2 separate regions of the Sus scrofa genome follow, and region 2 is linked to region 1. Evidence: chromatin contacts called from public Hi-C data. All regions are on one chromosome and are shown on one strand. Each heading gives the region's core, a stretch centred on a gene start, on an enhancer-like site or on the middle of the called end of the contact. The rest is flanking DNA. Distances are from core to core; before and after follow the strand shown. Region 1 holds the start of BRMS1L (breast cancer metastasis-suppressor 1-like protein). Region 2 holds the start of PSMA6 (proteasome subunit alpha 6).

Evidence for each region. A called contact is a pair of places that touch in the nucleus more often than the background predicts.
Region 2: a Hi-C map of liver shows a contact between it and region 1, with 4 times the contacts expected there. The contact joins the promoter of PSMA6 here to the promoter of BRMS1L in region 1. A contact is called at or near these places in 1 of 5 promoter capture datasets (liver) and 2 of 47 Hi-C or Micro-C datasets (embryonic fibroblasts and liver).

What each region holds. Positions count from the first base shown.
Region 1 is chr7:64,121,320-64,128,712 of Sscrofa11.1, forward strand. BRMS1L (breast cancer metastasis-suppressor 1-like protein) reads right to left here and starts at 2,533. Exons shown (of 10, transcript XM_013989042.1): 1 at 2,168-2,533. The coding sequence starts at 2,309.
Region 2 is chr7:64,599,164-64,606,556 of Sscrofa11.1, forward strand. PSMA6 (proteasome subunit alpha 6) reads right to left here and starts at 4,188. Exons shown (of 7, transcript NM_001139472.2): 1 at 4,020-4,188. The coding sequence starts at 4,095.

The sequences.
Region 1 (7,393 bases), core at 1,283-3,782:
CAAAATATATTCAAATAATTTCTTTGCACTTAAAAGATCTGACTTTTAGTTCAAATTATTATTACATTCTTCACAAATTAGGTTGTCCATTATTTTCTGAGGATAAAAAACAGTGAAAAATCATAAAGGTCAACATAAAAATCAGAGAGGCAAAATTTTAGTAAATGTCATTTTGCAAGCTCCTAGCTCCCGTTAAAAAATAAATAAATAAACACTTAAAGATAAAATGTTTCACAGATCTCGGAAATACATTCACATACAGTCTAGATGTTCTTTCTCCGTATTCTTCACTTTTGGCATTTCGCTTTTTTCTCTGTATTCTTCACTTTTGACATTTCACCTTTTTTCATGACTAGGCTGATGACTTCCTAACTGTGCTTCCCATCCCAGGCAGGTTTTAATGCCATATTTCCACCTGTCAGTTTGGGGCACTCTGGCTTTATACCACCATGACCTCAAAAACAAGATGTCTGTAATACTCTACCTTCTACTTTCATCACAAATCTTTTACTTTTCTATTTCTTTCTTTTTTTTTTTTTTTTTTTTTGTCTTTTTGCCTTTTTCTAGGGCCACACCACGGCATGTGGAGGTTCCCAGGCTAGGGGTCTCATCCCAGCTATTGCTGCCATCCTATGCCAGAGCCACAGCAACTCAGGATCTGAGCCATGTCTGCTACCTACACCACAGCTCATGGCAACGATGGATCTGTAACCTACTGAGGGAGGCCAGGGATCGAACCTGAAACCTCATGTTTCCTAGTCGGATTCTACTTTTCTATTTCTGTTCATGCTACCCCAGAGATTTTTTTTTTTTTCTTACTTTCACTCCTAAACTTGTCATCAACCCTGCTTCCTGCTTTTTTTTTTTTTTTTTAAATCTTTCACATCTATATCTTCTCTTTTTATAGTTCAGATTCTTCTCCCAGTCAACCAGATTTTCTCACTCTTTTGAATAAGCTTTAAGTTCCGGCGCTGGCACTTTTTCCTACATTCCTCCCCTTATAGAAACACCTGAACACTAACTCCAATTCAAATTCTACCCATTCTTCAAGATAACTTAGGTAATTCCACCTTCAACTAGCCTTTGCTAACCATTCCACAGTGAAAAGATTTCCTCTGCCTCTGAATTCCTACAGTATTGTTTACAGTTAAGCATTCAATTGGCAATTTAAGGAAGTGGTGACCTATGAAAGATCTTTAATTGAAGTCAGATCGTAACTATTTATACCTCACACTGAGTAGAACCCAGAATTGCACGAAGAAGTCACTTATAAACACTTATTTGGGGTTGGTTGATTTATTGACTGCAGTACATTCTTCCACGGAGGTTCTTTGAAAGGAAACCTGAAAAGAGGGTGTAGAGATGACAACACACTGTCATCAATCTGTCATCAATTCTTGCTTTACATGGCCAAAATCAGACCAAGACAAAAAATAATGTCTCACATTCATTATATGGACAGAAAAAAAGAATCCAAGTAATCACAAATTCCATTTGTTTTTAAAATAATAATTCCTAAAAGGGTGCAAAAACTATCATCCATGATGTTGGGCTCCTCTCAGTCTTGAAAAGTTCAGAGAGATGCTGCAAACGGTACCGCTCCCACGTCAGCCCCCCGAAAGAGCACCGATGTCAAGTACTGACTGACACGTTGACTTGGAAGCTGAGATTAATAAATTCTAAACCGGCCAGGAGCCAATACAAATCTACCCTTGGCTCAGACAACCCACCCACGTTGCGAAGTAAAGGTTGCAAAGGTGTAAAATAAGAAGTGGGTGGTCTGAGGAGAGGAGGCATTTCCAGAGTCTCCCAGACAGGATGCGGGACAGTCCTCGCTCCGGACGGCTCCGGGCACAGCCCGGAGGTCCCAAGGGCGGGGCGGACCGTGGGCAGGTCCGCGCGGCGTCCAGAAGTGCGGCGAGTCCAGGCTCGCGCCCTGCCCAGCCCCGCCCCGCCCCGCCCCGCCCCGCCAACCGGGATCCGCCAGGAGCACAGGCAGCGCCCGGCGAACAGTCCCGGTGCTACCGAGGGCCGGGAGTGAGTCTCCGCCCCTTCCCTCTCTCCCCGCCCCGCTCTCCCAGCAGGACGCAGCTGCCGGCGTGCAGAGAGCGGCCTGGCGCTAGTCTGGCTCGAGGACTTGGGGTCCCAGCTCTGCTGGGTCGCGTACCTGAGCTATCTCCATCCTCAGAGACCGACGAGCTCTCGGTGTCCTCGTCCTCAGAGCTGCTCCCCTCGTTTTCGGCGTAGTCCACCTCCATCTCATCGTGATGGTTCGTCTCCTTCTTATCCCCTCGAGAATGGACTGGCATTTTCCAGCCGCGCCGTCGCTTCCCACTCCCAGTGCCCAGCCCGGCCACCGCCGCTTCAGTGAAGGGCGCGCGGAACGCCCCGACCCACCCAGCGGCGGAGCTCGTTCTGAAACCCCTCGGCTCCTCCCCGCCCCCGGCCCGAGCCTCACAACCTAACCCGCAGGCTCTGCGCTGGGAGCTCTGCCATTGGTGGAGGCAGTGCTCCTAGCCGGGGGGATGGGGCTTGTGTAGCTCGGGTCCGGTTGGTTACCAGTAATTACGGCGCGGCCTCGCGGTGTATGTTGGGAGTTGTAGTCCCTAGTGGTTCAAGACCCGCAGGGGCAGCCGGCTTCCAAGCTTCAATGGCCCGGCTTGCTTCTCCTCTCTGGACTTCAAGTCCCACAAGGCATGAAAGCTGCCAGACTCGATCGGAGTTTGTAAACTAAGCAAAAACAGATTGTGCGAATTTGGTCTTTATTTATTCTTTTCCCGCCAAGTGATTGTCTGAGCGCCCAAGCTATCCAAAATGTTACTGTCAGATGTGAAAAGGTCTTTTGCCCGAGGATTTTTCCTCCCCTTTGAGGCTGAGGGAACTGGAGAAATGTTTTTACCTAAGCATATTTATTACCACTAATAAACTAATATTAATAAATTAGTTTCTGCTGACGATAACTTGCACTTTCTATGTTGCACAAAAATCTTCCAATTGTTTTTTGAGACTTTTGTAATCAAAAATATGGAAAGAAAGGAATTTTTATCATGGCACTTTCAGCTAGTATTTTTTGCATTCGTTTTTTACCATATGCAACGTGAAAATGCCACCGGTCTTAAGTTTTCAATGAAAAATACACTCTGGTCACTCTTTATGTGCCAAGCACTGTTATGTGCTTTAAGTACATTAATTCACTTAATCCTTATAAAAACTCCATGAACTACATATAATTAGCCTTCCGTTTTGTAAATGAGGAAACTGAAGCGCCAAGTTAGATTACTTGGCCAAAGTCACACCACTAATAAGTAGCAAAGCTAAGGTTTGAACTTGAGTAGTCCAGCATCAGAGCCCACACCCAACCACCATCACACAGTGCCCCTGTAGCAAGTGCTTTCTGTTCTGCTGCTTAAAGAAAAACAGAAGGAAGCTGGAGAGGAGGTATGGATTCTAGCCCTAGTTCTACTGATAACCAGGCAATTCATTTGGGCAAATCACATAATATCTCATCAGTGGTAAAACAAGAAGGTTGCATTATGTTATTGCTAAGTTCTCTTCCAGCTCTAAAAGTCCTGTCATCATTATATTTATGTTTAAGGCAGACAAAATAATATAAGATTGCGCAATTAGAGTTACAGGGTGGTGTTTTGCTTAAAAGGAGTTTCTCTCTCCCCTCCTCAAATAGATTTTTAAAAAGATGTGTAGCAAATGTAAGAGAAACCATAAGGGGAAAAATGAATAAGGCTGGAAAAGAATATTGTCAGCTTGGAAAATACAAATTAATATAAAGCAAACCATGAAAGCTGAGTGAAGTTTCCTCAATCTAGCCTTTAAAAGGTAGGAGTTGGGATTTCCCTGATGGCTCAGTGGGTTAAGGATCTGGCATTGTCACTGCTTTGGCTCTGATTACTGCTGTGGCCCAGGTTTGATCCCTGGTTTGATCTTCCACAGGCCGAAGGCATGACAAAAAATAAAAAAAGTAAAAAGGTAGGAATGATGCCTTCCATTAATGTAGCACTTTACATTTTGTAGGGCTTACACTATCTTTAGATCCATTTTAAGTCTCACTTTTTCTTTCACTCTCTTTATAATGGTCACAGCTGCAGCGTATGGAAATTCCCAAGCTAGGAGTCAAATCTGAGCTGCAGCTGCCGGATCCCAGCTGCATCTGCAACCTACGCTGGAGCTTGAGGCAACATGGGATCCCTAACCCACTGAGCCATGCCAGGGATCAAATCCGCAACCTCACATACACTATGTTGGGTTCTTAATCCACTGAGCTACAAAAGGAGCTCCTCTCACTTCGCATTAATTCATTCATGCTTACTTATGGTCAGGAGTTCCCTTCCTGGCACAGTGGAAACGAATCCAACTAGAATCCATGAGGATGCAGGTTAGATCTGAGGCCTCGATCAGTGGGTCCGGGATCTGGTGTTGCCATGAGCTATGGTGTAGGTCACAGACACAACTCAGACCTCGAGTTGCTGTGGTGTAGGCCAGCATCTGTAGCTTCAATTCGACCTCTAGCCTGGGAACCTCCATATGCTGTGGGTTTAGCTCTAAAAAGCAAAAAATAAAACTCTTGGTCAGTCATCAGCAAAATCTACTGTGTGCTCACCCTCTTCTTTGAAACAGTCCCTTAATTTTCCTGTTCTAAAGTAAACGTGGCTCTCCCCAGGACACTGCACCCCTGCTCCCACTGAGCATTGTCACAGAGTAGGTGTGTTCCTTGTCCTCCTCAGTCCTTCTGGATGTTCTTCCCCCTCTCCTCCCTAAAAAGCCCCAATTTGTCGTCAGAATATACCACATAGTATCTCTGCTTGTGGCTGTCCTGTACATACTCCCAGGGTCACTCTTCCCCATTTTTCTGAAGATTTTAGCTCTTGGCACATTCCCTTCCATGATATGCCTCTCATACTCCTTGGTCATTTTAGTATTCACATAGATGATCCTATACCTCTCTGCTTCCTACTGGGTTTGCTTTGGCATAGAGTAGACATAAAATAATTCTGGCATTTTCTTTCTAGTTTTACTCCCATACTTTCTTTGGAGTAACTTTTTTCCAATAAGTCTTATTGAATATTTTAATATTATATAATAATTTAGACATATAGATAACTATGCAGAATATGATATATGTAACACAGTATGCACCTCTAAGCTTTGTCAAATCTTAGCATTTTACCACTTTTGCTCCAGACCCCTCTTCAGTCCCATTCTCTCCTTCCTCCTCCAGAGCCATTCTTCTGACCTTTGGTGTTTTTGATTCATGCATGTATACATACCTTTTTTTGTGTGTATGTACATATCCATAAATAATAGAAAGGAGTGTTTAGCATGTTTTAAACTGGTCTCATACATTACAACTTCCTTTTTCCTCAACAACATTTTTGAGACTTATCTATTATGATACAGGTAGCGCTAATCTAGTTATTTTAACCCGATCTAAGATAGTCTATGGAGTACATAAATTTCATTGAATGAATATTAAAAATTTTACTCATTTACCTGTTAGTGGAAATTTAGGTTGCTTCCAATTTTTTCATTATTAAAAACACTTGCCTCAATGAATATTCTCTCTCTCTCTTTTTTTTTTTTTTCCTTTGGCTGTGCCCACCCAAGTTCCTGGAGCTGCAGAGATCAAACCTGCATCACAGCAGCAACACAAAAAGCCATGTGGTGACAACACCAGATCCTTAACCCACAAGAGAACTCCTCAGTGAATATTCTTGTATGTATCTTTTTGGGCACGTGTGTGAGGATTTCTATAGGTCAGTGGTCCCCAAAGTGGGTGTGTGTAACCAGAGAGTATATCCTACGGGTCAGGAAAAAAATATTAGAACTTCTGTTCATAAAATTTTTTAATTTTATCACTGTTTGAAATAAAACAGATATAGGAAAGAAGCTCTAAGCCCATTTTTTTGCTCTGATTTACCCTCATTATATTCCTTGTGCTTGTTTTTAATCAGCCTCTAAAGAGAAGGAAACTTATTTCCAACCATTACCACATGGTGGCACTAAGACATCAGCTGTGCTTTCACAAACCTTGTCACTGTTGATTGATCTAAGCCAGATGCTTGTAGCTGGAAAAACAAAGGCAGGAGACCAGAGGCAGCAACTCATGGCTAACACTCAAAACAGGGTAAACATTTTACAAAATTTAGGTCTTTAGAGACCTATATTGACAACTGAGACCAATTTATAATTATACCAATTGCATGAGACCATGATTTCAATTGCTCAAGGATGAAACAGTCTAAAAGTGCTTAATTAACATAGCCCTGTTCACTGGTACAGGGCCTGTCATTGTATTAATTGTCTGTTTCCATAAAATAGTTCTTGGATTAGTTCAACTATAAATTTGATAATATTCCTATTCCTCATATTTATGTTGTTATTATTCCATTACCTCATAGCTCAAATTAGCTTGTGCTTTTCTATTGTCAATATATAAAGTAGAGAAATTTTCCCTTTCTCTAAGATTTTTCTCAAATGTAAATAGTCTCTGTGCAGTTTTATCTTTCATATGTATTCTTCCTCTTCAGATAATTTTTCTTTGTACTTAAAGTGGCTATTTTTTTTGTTTTGGACTTTCCAGTATCTAGCCCCTTTTTGAGGCAATAGCTCCTTAATTTTCTCCTTCAAGAACTCCCTCTGGAGTTCCCGTCGTGGCGCAGTGGTTAACGAATCCGACTAGGAACCATGAGGTTGCAGTTTCGGTCCCTGCCCTTGCTCAGTGGGTTAACGATCCGGCGTTGCCGTGAGCTGTGGTGTAGGTTGCAGACGCGGCTCGGATCCCGCGTTGCTGTGGCTCTGGCGTAGGCCGGTGGCTACAGCTCCGAATCGACCCCTAGCCTGGGAACCTCCATATGCCGCGGGAGCGGCCCAAGAAATAGCAACAAAAACAACAACAAAAAAGACAAAAGACCAAAAAAAAAAAAAAAAATTATAAAAAAAAAAAAAAAAAAAAGAACTCCCTCTGCTCCATTTAGCCCATATGGTTCAAGTGACCAATCAGAATTCTCCTGGTTTAGGCATGGCCATGTGGACAAATCTAGACCATGATGGGCATTGCCAGAACTTTCATTGGAGCTATTGGGAAAGAGATTTTGTCTTTTGAAATTACAACTTCTATTAAGCCTCTGAGCCTAGGTTTATGGAGCCCTTTCTCCTTCCATATGCTACTGAGGGAAACAGGGAGGCAGGCATGGAAACAACAGAGAGCAAAAGCACATCTAAGATAAAGATCCCTGGTGGCCTCATTTAAGCACCTGGATCCACATGTGTTCTATGTTAATCCTTAGACTTGAGCCAACAAATTCTTATTGTAGCCGTTTTGACTTGATTGTTCATTAACTTCAGCTGAAAGAGTTCTGACTCCAACAGCTGTTTTTTT
Region 2 (7,393 bases), core at 2,938-5,437, 480 kb after region 1:
AGTATCCAGGAGGATGTGAGTTCAATCCCTGGCCTTACTCAGTGGGTTAAGGAGCCAGCATTAGCGTGATATAGTTGATGTTAGTATATACAGTCTTTAAGAACAAGATTGGAGTTCCTGCTGTGGAGTAGTGGGTTAAGAATCCAGCTACAGACTTGGCTTGGATCTGGCATTGCTGTAGGCTGGCAACTACAGCACCCACTGGACTCGTAGCCTGGGAACTTCCATATGCCTTGGGTGCAGCCTTAAAACAAAACAAAACAAAACAAAACAACCCCCCCCAAAAAAAAAACCCCAAAAAAACACCATTGCTTATATACAGAGACCTCTTTTCCATAGTAATCTCTTATACACTTTGTTTCCTCCCCTACAATTTTCCCAACACTTTCCCAACTTTTCCGGGACTCATTTGTATAATACTAGGAAAAAACAAAGGGCTAAATATAAAAGGTACTGTGACAAAATGTTCAGGATAAGCACAGTATGCCAGACAATGGCTCACAGTAAAAGCTGCTCAGAGTGATGTTCGCAATAGCAGAGATGCACATCCCCCTTATGGACACTCATGAGCTTTACAAAGCATCTACAGGTGATCCTGAAATTCTTCTTCCAGTTGTAGGAATATAACCCAAGATTTCCACCACTCAGAATTTTGTCTTAAATGCTGTACTAAGACAGAAACTAAACTTTTGGTGGGGAGCATGACAAGGGGTACACAGAAACAGAAATACAATGTTGCACACATGAAACTTACATAATGTTATAAAACAATGTTATCTCAATAAAAAAATAAATCTAAAATTAAAAAAGAATGCAGTCCTACTGAAACCCTGATTTCAGCCTGTTTGACCCTTAAGGTAAGCCTACCAGACTTCTAACTAACTGGGAGAAAATAAATAGATGCATTTTAAAAACAAACACACAAAAATTTTTACTGAACTTTGGGAGATAAATATGATTTTTTCCCCGTCTAAACATAGGCTGGAAAAATTCTTTGAAGTTTGATTATCAAAAAAAAAAAAAAAAAAAAAAAAAAAAAAGATGTTGTAAGGGGAAAGGCAGGTACTCTGCAGTTTATGTCTATATTCAATTTCAATGCTGTTTGACTAGAAACGTTTTATTAACATTTTTTGAAACTGTTCATTCTGTCTTTGTAACTTACATGGAACTTACATGGAAAGTGTGTCTCATGTCATAGTCCCTCCTAATATGGCACTCCTTAAAATCGTGATCTACAAGCAGGTGGGATCATTAGAAATCTTGGTGCTGGTGTGTGAGGGGAGGTCAGGAGTGGGGTGGGGTAAGATATAGATTGAAAACATAGCAATGTTTGGAGTTCTCATTGTTGCACAGAGGAAATGACTCTGACTAGGAACCATGAGGTTGCAGGTTCAATCCCTGGCCTCGCTCAGTGGGTCAAGGATCCTCCGTTGCTATTAGCTGTGGTGTGGGTCACAGACTTGGCTCAAATCTAGTATTGCTGTGGTGTAGCCCAGCAGCTGTAGCTCCGATTCGACCCCTAGCCTGGGAATCGCCATATGCCACAGGTGCAAAAAAAGGAAACAAAAGCAAAAAAAAGAAAACATAACAGTGTTTGACACCACTTTTTTTTTTTTTTTTTTTTAGTCTTTTTAAGGTCGCAGCCTTGGCATATGGAGGTTCCCAGGCTAGGCGTCCAATCAGAGCTACAGCTGCCAGCCTACACCATAGCTCATGGCAACACCAGATCAGAGCCGAGTCTGTGACCTACACCACAGCTCATGGCAATGCTGGATCCTTAACCCGCTGAGTGAGGCCAGGGATCCAACCGGCAACCTCATGGTTCCTAGTTGGATTTGCTTCTGCTGCACCACGACTGGAACTCTTATATCTTTTTTAAAAATCAATTTTAGACTACATTTATCTTTTGAATCCCAAAGGAGTAGCATTCTTACCTTTCCATTAATCCTTCTATTCCCTTGTATCTCCCCATATTTCCTATATTATTTTCCCACTGTCATGATTAACAATTTACACTGTATAATTCTTAGATGCTTTGTCTTTGGTAGATTCTAAAGTTTATAAACTAATAAACAGTATTAACGACGTTACGATAATGTACCTGTATTTCTCTAGAGAACCAAGCATGGATGGATCATAAAAGAAGAAACATTTCACGTCTAAAGAAGTACTAATCTAATAGATCCCCCCCCCCAAAAGCCAAAGTAACATTTACTGAGGATTTAACACTGTGCTAGCACTTTACATACACCACCTTAGTTAATCCTCAAAACAACCACTCAAAGAAGGAATCATTAGGGCACTTTACAAACAGAAACTAAGACTAAAGTGACATCATTTGCCCAGGTTGCCTAGTATGAAGCAGAGCAGGAATGTGAATCCAGGTATGGCTCCAGGGCCTGACCTCTTCACCACTATACTGCTTGCTCATGCTAACTATTCTTTCACTTTCCTTTTCTTAGCAGTTTCTTAGAATAACAGAGGGAGTGTGTTATTCAACAAGACAGAGCTTAAAATTATTCTGTCTAGGTATTTAACTTATTTTGAACTACATGTTCTATTCCAAATCTTTTAAAACTATTAAAAGGACATTATATTCAGCCTTTATACACACCAAATTTGGAACACATTAGAGCCTCTGCTTTATGACTAGATTTCACAATATAGTATACAAAAGCGAAGTGTAGATCTAAGTATCTTTTCCTGTTCGCATATTAAAAACCATGAAATAAAATATTCAAAGCATAATGCAATACAGAAAAAGTTTTTAAAACTCTGGAATGAAAACTTTAAAAATGAAATTTCCCTGCAGATACAGTTTTAACTCTCCTTTCTATCTTAGATCACATTTTTCAATTGGAGATGATTTAAAGGATTACTGAATTACCAAGTATGATGTTGTTTCTTGTTACGTTATATCCAGTATGTAGCCATACAGTAGACTGGTTTCATTCCAAGTTATCTTTACTTCTAAAATTTACTGAAGAGAACCTCATTCATAGGCCAATTCTCTCCTAATGATTTCCAAGCACTGTCCTCACAAAGGGAGTGAGGTGCTAACTAAACCCACTCAGAAATGAAATCATCAGGGGTCAGGTGGAAATCAGGTTCTCCTGACACTGAATTCTCCATAGTAGGAGGTAAAGGGTCTGGGGTTATAATCATAACCTAAACCCTGAAACCACTTCGATCCAACAAAATATGTTACACTGAACAACTATAACTACTTTATGGTTTATTTCCATTGAAGCTGTTCTTCAGAAAACAGCTAGTTCACCATACCTCATTTACAATTCAGAACCAGCTTTTAATCTATAGGGCCATTCGAACAGATGTGGGTTAAGAGTGGATGTTAGTTTCCAAAACAGCTCTAGACTTGATAGCCACTCATCCTATCTACCAGTTTTCCAAAGATGTCCTGAACTCTGTAGATACTTGTAATTTGGAGATCTTTATTTCTTCTTATCTGTTTAAGTACCTGTCACCACCTTAAAGCTGTGAGCTTCAGTATAGGAGAGGGTGTGACATCGGTGCATCCCCCAGGACCAGCACAAGGCACACAGAAAGCTCTGAATGCCTGTGGAAACAACTGCAGGACAAGGAAGTCCATGCTGCAAACAAAGGACAACGGAGAGGGAACGTTTTAACTGGAAGGTGCAGGAACCAATTACGCTTTAGAGACTTACAGGCGTTGCACCTACTCAGGTAAAAATGTAACAAGTGAAGGGACATCAGCAAGCCGGACTCGGGCATTACAGCCTACCTTCCGTGACTCTTTACTGTGTACATGTGGTGTAGCCGCTCGCCCTGGAGAGTCCGAGGCCTTCCGCCTTCGGGCTCCCACCCCTGCCGGCAAACAGCGGGGCGAACATTACCAGACTCAACCTGTCCTCAGCCCCCTCCCGTCATGACCGGCCATGCTTCAGCCCGGGACTAAACTCCAGCCGCGTCTGCCTGCTTCCAGGCCGTACCATGACAGAGCAATTAGAGCAGACCAAAGGCAGACCCGGTTCACTCACCTACTTGGTACAGCCGGCCCTCGGGGGAAAAAATGGTAATGTGACGGTCAAAACCAGCGCTGGAACCACGGGACATGGTGGTGAACCACTACTCCAAGCACAGTCTCGATGTCCCGTAGCTCCCGCACCAGGCGTACAAGCCTCTCAGGAAGTTACAGCGACCGCTTCCGGGGCACAGACCGGCTTCATCCGCTCCTGCGCACAGAACTCACAACTCCGAGGCCCCGCCGCTGGTGGGGGGGAGTGAGGAGAGCCGACTGAAGGTTTTCTGAGCGCATGCGCCAGCCCTAAGTGTGGGAGACCTGAAGTAGGCAGGGGAGTTCCGGTTATGACGGTTTAGAGCTCTCTTCTGGAGACTGAATTGACCAAAGCAAGAACAAAAAAACCTTTCCGGGGCCTGCAGTGATATGCCTGTCAGTGTAACCTAAATGGATCGTGTATTTAACAAATTACTCATTAGTTTTGGCACCTGTAATATCCACCCTGGGTCTGGATTGCTGGCGTTCTTCCTAACCTCCTCTTTCCCCTACCACTTTCCTTCCTGCTGCTGCAGGGAGAAATAAATGGATTACAGCGGCTGCGCTAGCAGCCGTAGATTTTATATACAGAAGTGTTCTGGTAGCCACTCCAGAGCAGAATTTTCTTCAGGCTAGTTAAGATCCTTCTTTGGTCAGAACCGCACCCCCCCCACCCCATAGTTGTGTCTTTAAAATGATACTTAGGGGGAAATTTAGGTGTAATAGAGGAATCAGTAGCCTTGATTGATAACGAACAAGAACCGAAGCACAAAACATAGCAGGCTGATACTAGATGTACTAAGGAGAATAATTCCAAGCAGGCGAGGTAGCTCCTGGAGAACAGCAGGTGGCTTTTGAAACTGTTAAGATGTGCCTATTTTGACCTTACCCCAAGGCACACTCCTATTTAGAGAATATAAAATGCTGAACTGATTGATGTTAAGCTACTGTTGCTCATCACCACCACTCAGTAGTTTGTACACCAATAAGGCCAGATATGTCAAGATTGCTGGCACTTCAATGCCAGCTGTAAGTAATAATGAGGAAAGTTTTTGTTGTTTTGTTTAGTTTTTTTGTCTTTTCAGGGTCACACCTGCAGCATATGGAAGTTTCCAGGCTAGGGTTGAATCTGAACTGTAGCTGCCCGCTTACACCACAGCCACAGCAACACCTGATCCAAGCCGCATCTGCGACCTACACCACACAGCTCAAGGCAATGCTGAGCGAGGCCAGGGATAGAACCCAAGTCTTCTTGGATACTAGTCAGGTTCCTTACCAATAAGCCATATCAGGAACTCCCGGATTCTTACCTCTTTAATATATTTCCTCTTAAACTCACATTCCATTTAAATGAAAAAATTTTGCAAGAGCCTCCTAAGGAGTTTCTTAAGGAAGTTCCAATTTCTCCAGTGTTTTTAATATGTACACATATATCATTACTAAAAAAGAAAATCCAAAACTGAAACTTAAGAAAATAGTAAGTGCAAGCATCATCATCTCCACACAGGGTACTTTCCATCTCTGGCTGATTCCCAAGTGTACTGTTAAAAGTTGTCCCTTGCTTCTAGTTTAGGTCCTTACCCTCAAGACCAATTCCTCCTGACCTTTTGAGTACTTTCTTTCCCTCAGACGTTGAACAAGTCTCCTAAACTGATTCCTAGTATGCCTGAACAGTCCTAGATAAAACGATTTCTCTGTAAGATTGCTAGGAGGGTGAATTCATTCAAAAGCCCCCTCTGTGCTATTTCCTCAAAACTAGGTCTCTACTTGGATCCTCCTCTAGTGCTGAGCCTTCTCTAATCGCCTGTATTTTTCATATTGACACACATGGTACCTCAAAACCCAATATGGATAAAAACAGAACTCTTCAACCCATCTCTTCTCTCCCAAACTAATTCCTGCCCCTCTTACCATCCAAGTCCTCAGAGCCAAAACCTTGCAGCAGTCTTCAGTCCTCCCAGAATTCCTACTCAGTCCCCATGTCATCCTGCTTCTTCTTCTGCTGCTCTTATTTTCTGTAATATCATAATTTTGTTTTCTGTTTATTGTCTCCCCTCCTGCACTGATGTAAATTCCAAGAGAGCAAGAATCTTTGTTAATGTTCACTGGTTTAGCTCAGGTGGCTGAACAATACCTAACCTATATTAAGTGCTCAATAAATATTAGTTGAACGAATGAATCCCTTACAGCATAATGGTTAGGAGTGCATCCCTCTCTATTTAAATCTGAATGTAAATCCTATTTGTGACGGTTAACCACATGTGACCATATGCAACTGCCTAGGTCTGGATGGATTTCCTTATCTGTTAAATTTGGGTAAGATCCACTTTATGGGGGGTGTTGTGGGGGTTAAATGAGAGAAAGCAAGAAAGCGAGGTATGAAACAAAAACACCTAGCACATAATAAGCACTCATTAAACAGTGGCTGTGATTGTTGCCTTCCTGTCTGGTCAGTCACCATATCCTGTTGATTATTCCTATGTAGTGATTCCGTCTGCTTTTCACCCTCACTGCCACCCTCCTTTTTCCAGTTTGGCTGGTCTGGCGCAAGAGAGTCTCTTCTTGCTGATTTGCACTCCTGGAATCATTTTCTTGAGCAAAATCTCATTGGGTTGCTTCTCTGCCCAGATTTCTTTGGGCTACTGAATAAAATTGTCTTGAACCTAACTGACCCGTACCTATCTTTTCAGCCTTGTCATCCACTTCTGTCACTACTGCAGGGCTACATTCCACAGCACAGCTCTGAGCAGCACCGCCTGATCCCTCCTTAAGCTCTCCCCTTCCCCCACCACCCCTATTCCTCCCAGGACACTCATTCCCATCTCCTCATCTAAGAAGCTCAGATCTACCAATCTGCCTCATTTCTCCTATCTGCCGTGGGTATATGATTTGAATTGTTCATTAGCCTGAACCAAATGAAATGATCATTTTGGTAGGTCAGAAGCATCGATATTGGTAACCACATGGTTTAACTTAAAGAGTTGTGTGTCATGGCTGCACTAAAGATCGGCAGAGCCTGAGTTCTTTTCATCTCTATTCTCTACCACCCCTGGCATGGGACTTGGCTAATGGATTCAGAAAATGACTGTTAAGTTGAACTAGAAGCTGTAGAAAGACAGGGAATAATTGAGCAATGTTTTCATAGCTGCCTTTCCTTTCCACAGTAGCCCTCACTTGCTGTTAAGCACCTCCGGGTGTTCTCTGCCATGCAGTGATGGAATATTTAAAATCACACACACTGGGAGTTCCTGTTGTGGCTCAGCAGAAACAAATCCGACTAGCATCCATGAGGATGCAGGTTTGACCCCTGGCCTTGTTCAGTGGGTTAAGGATCTGGCATTGCTGTGAGCTTCAGTG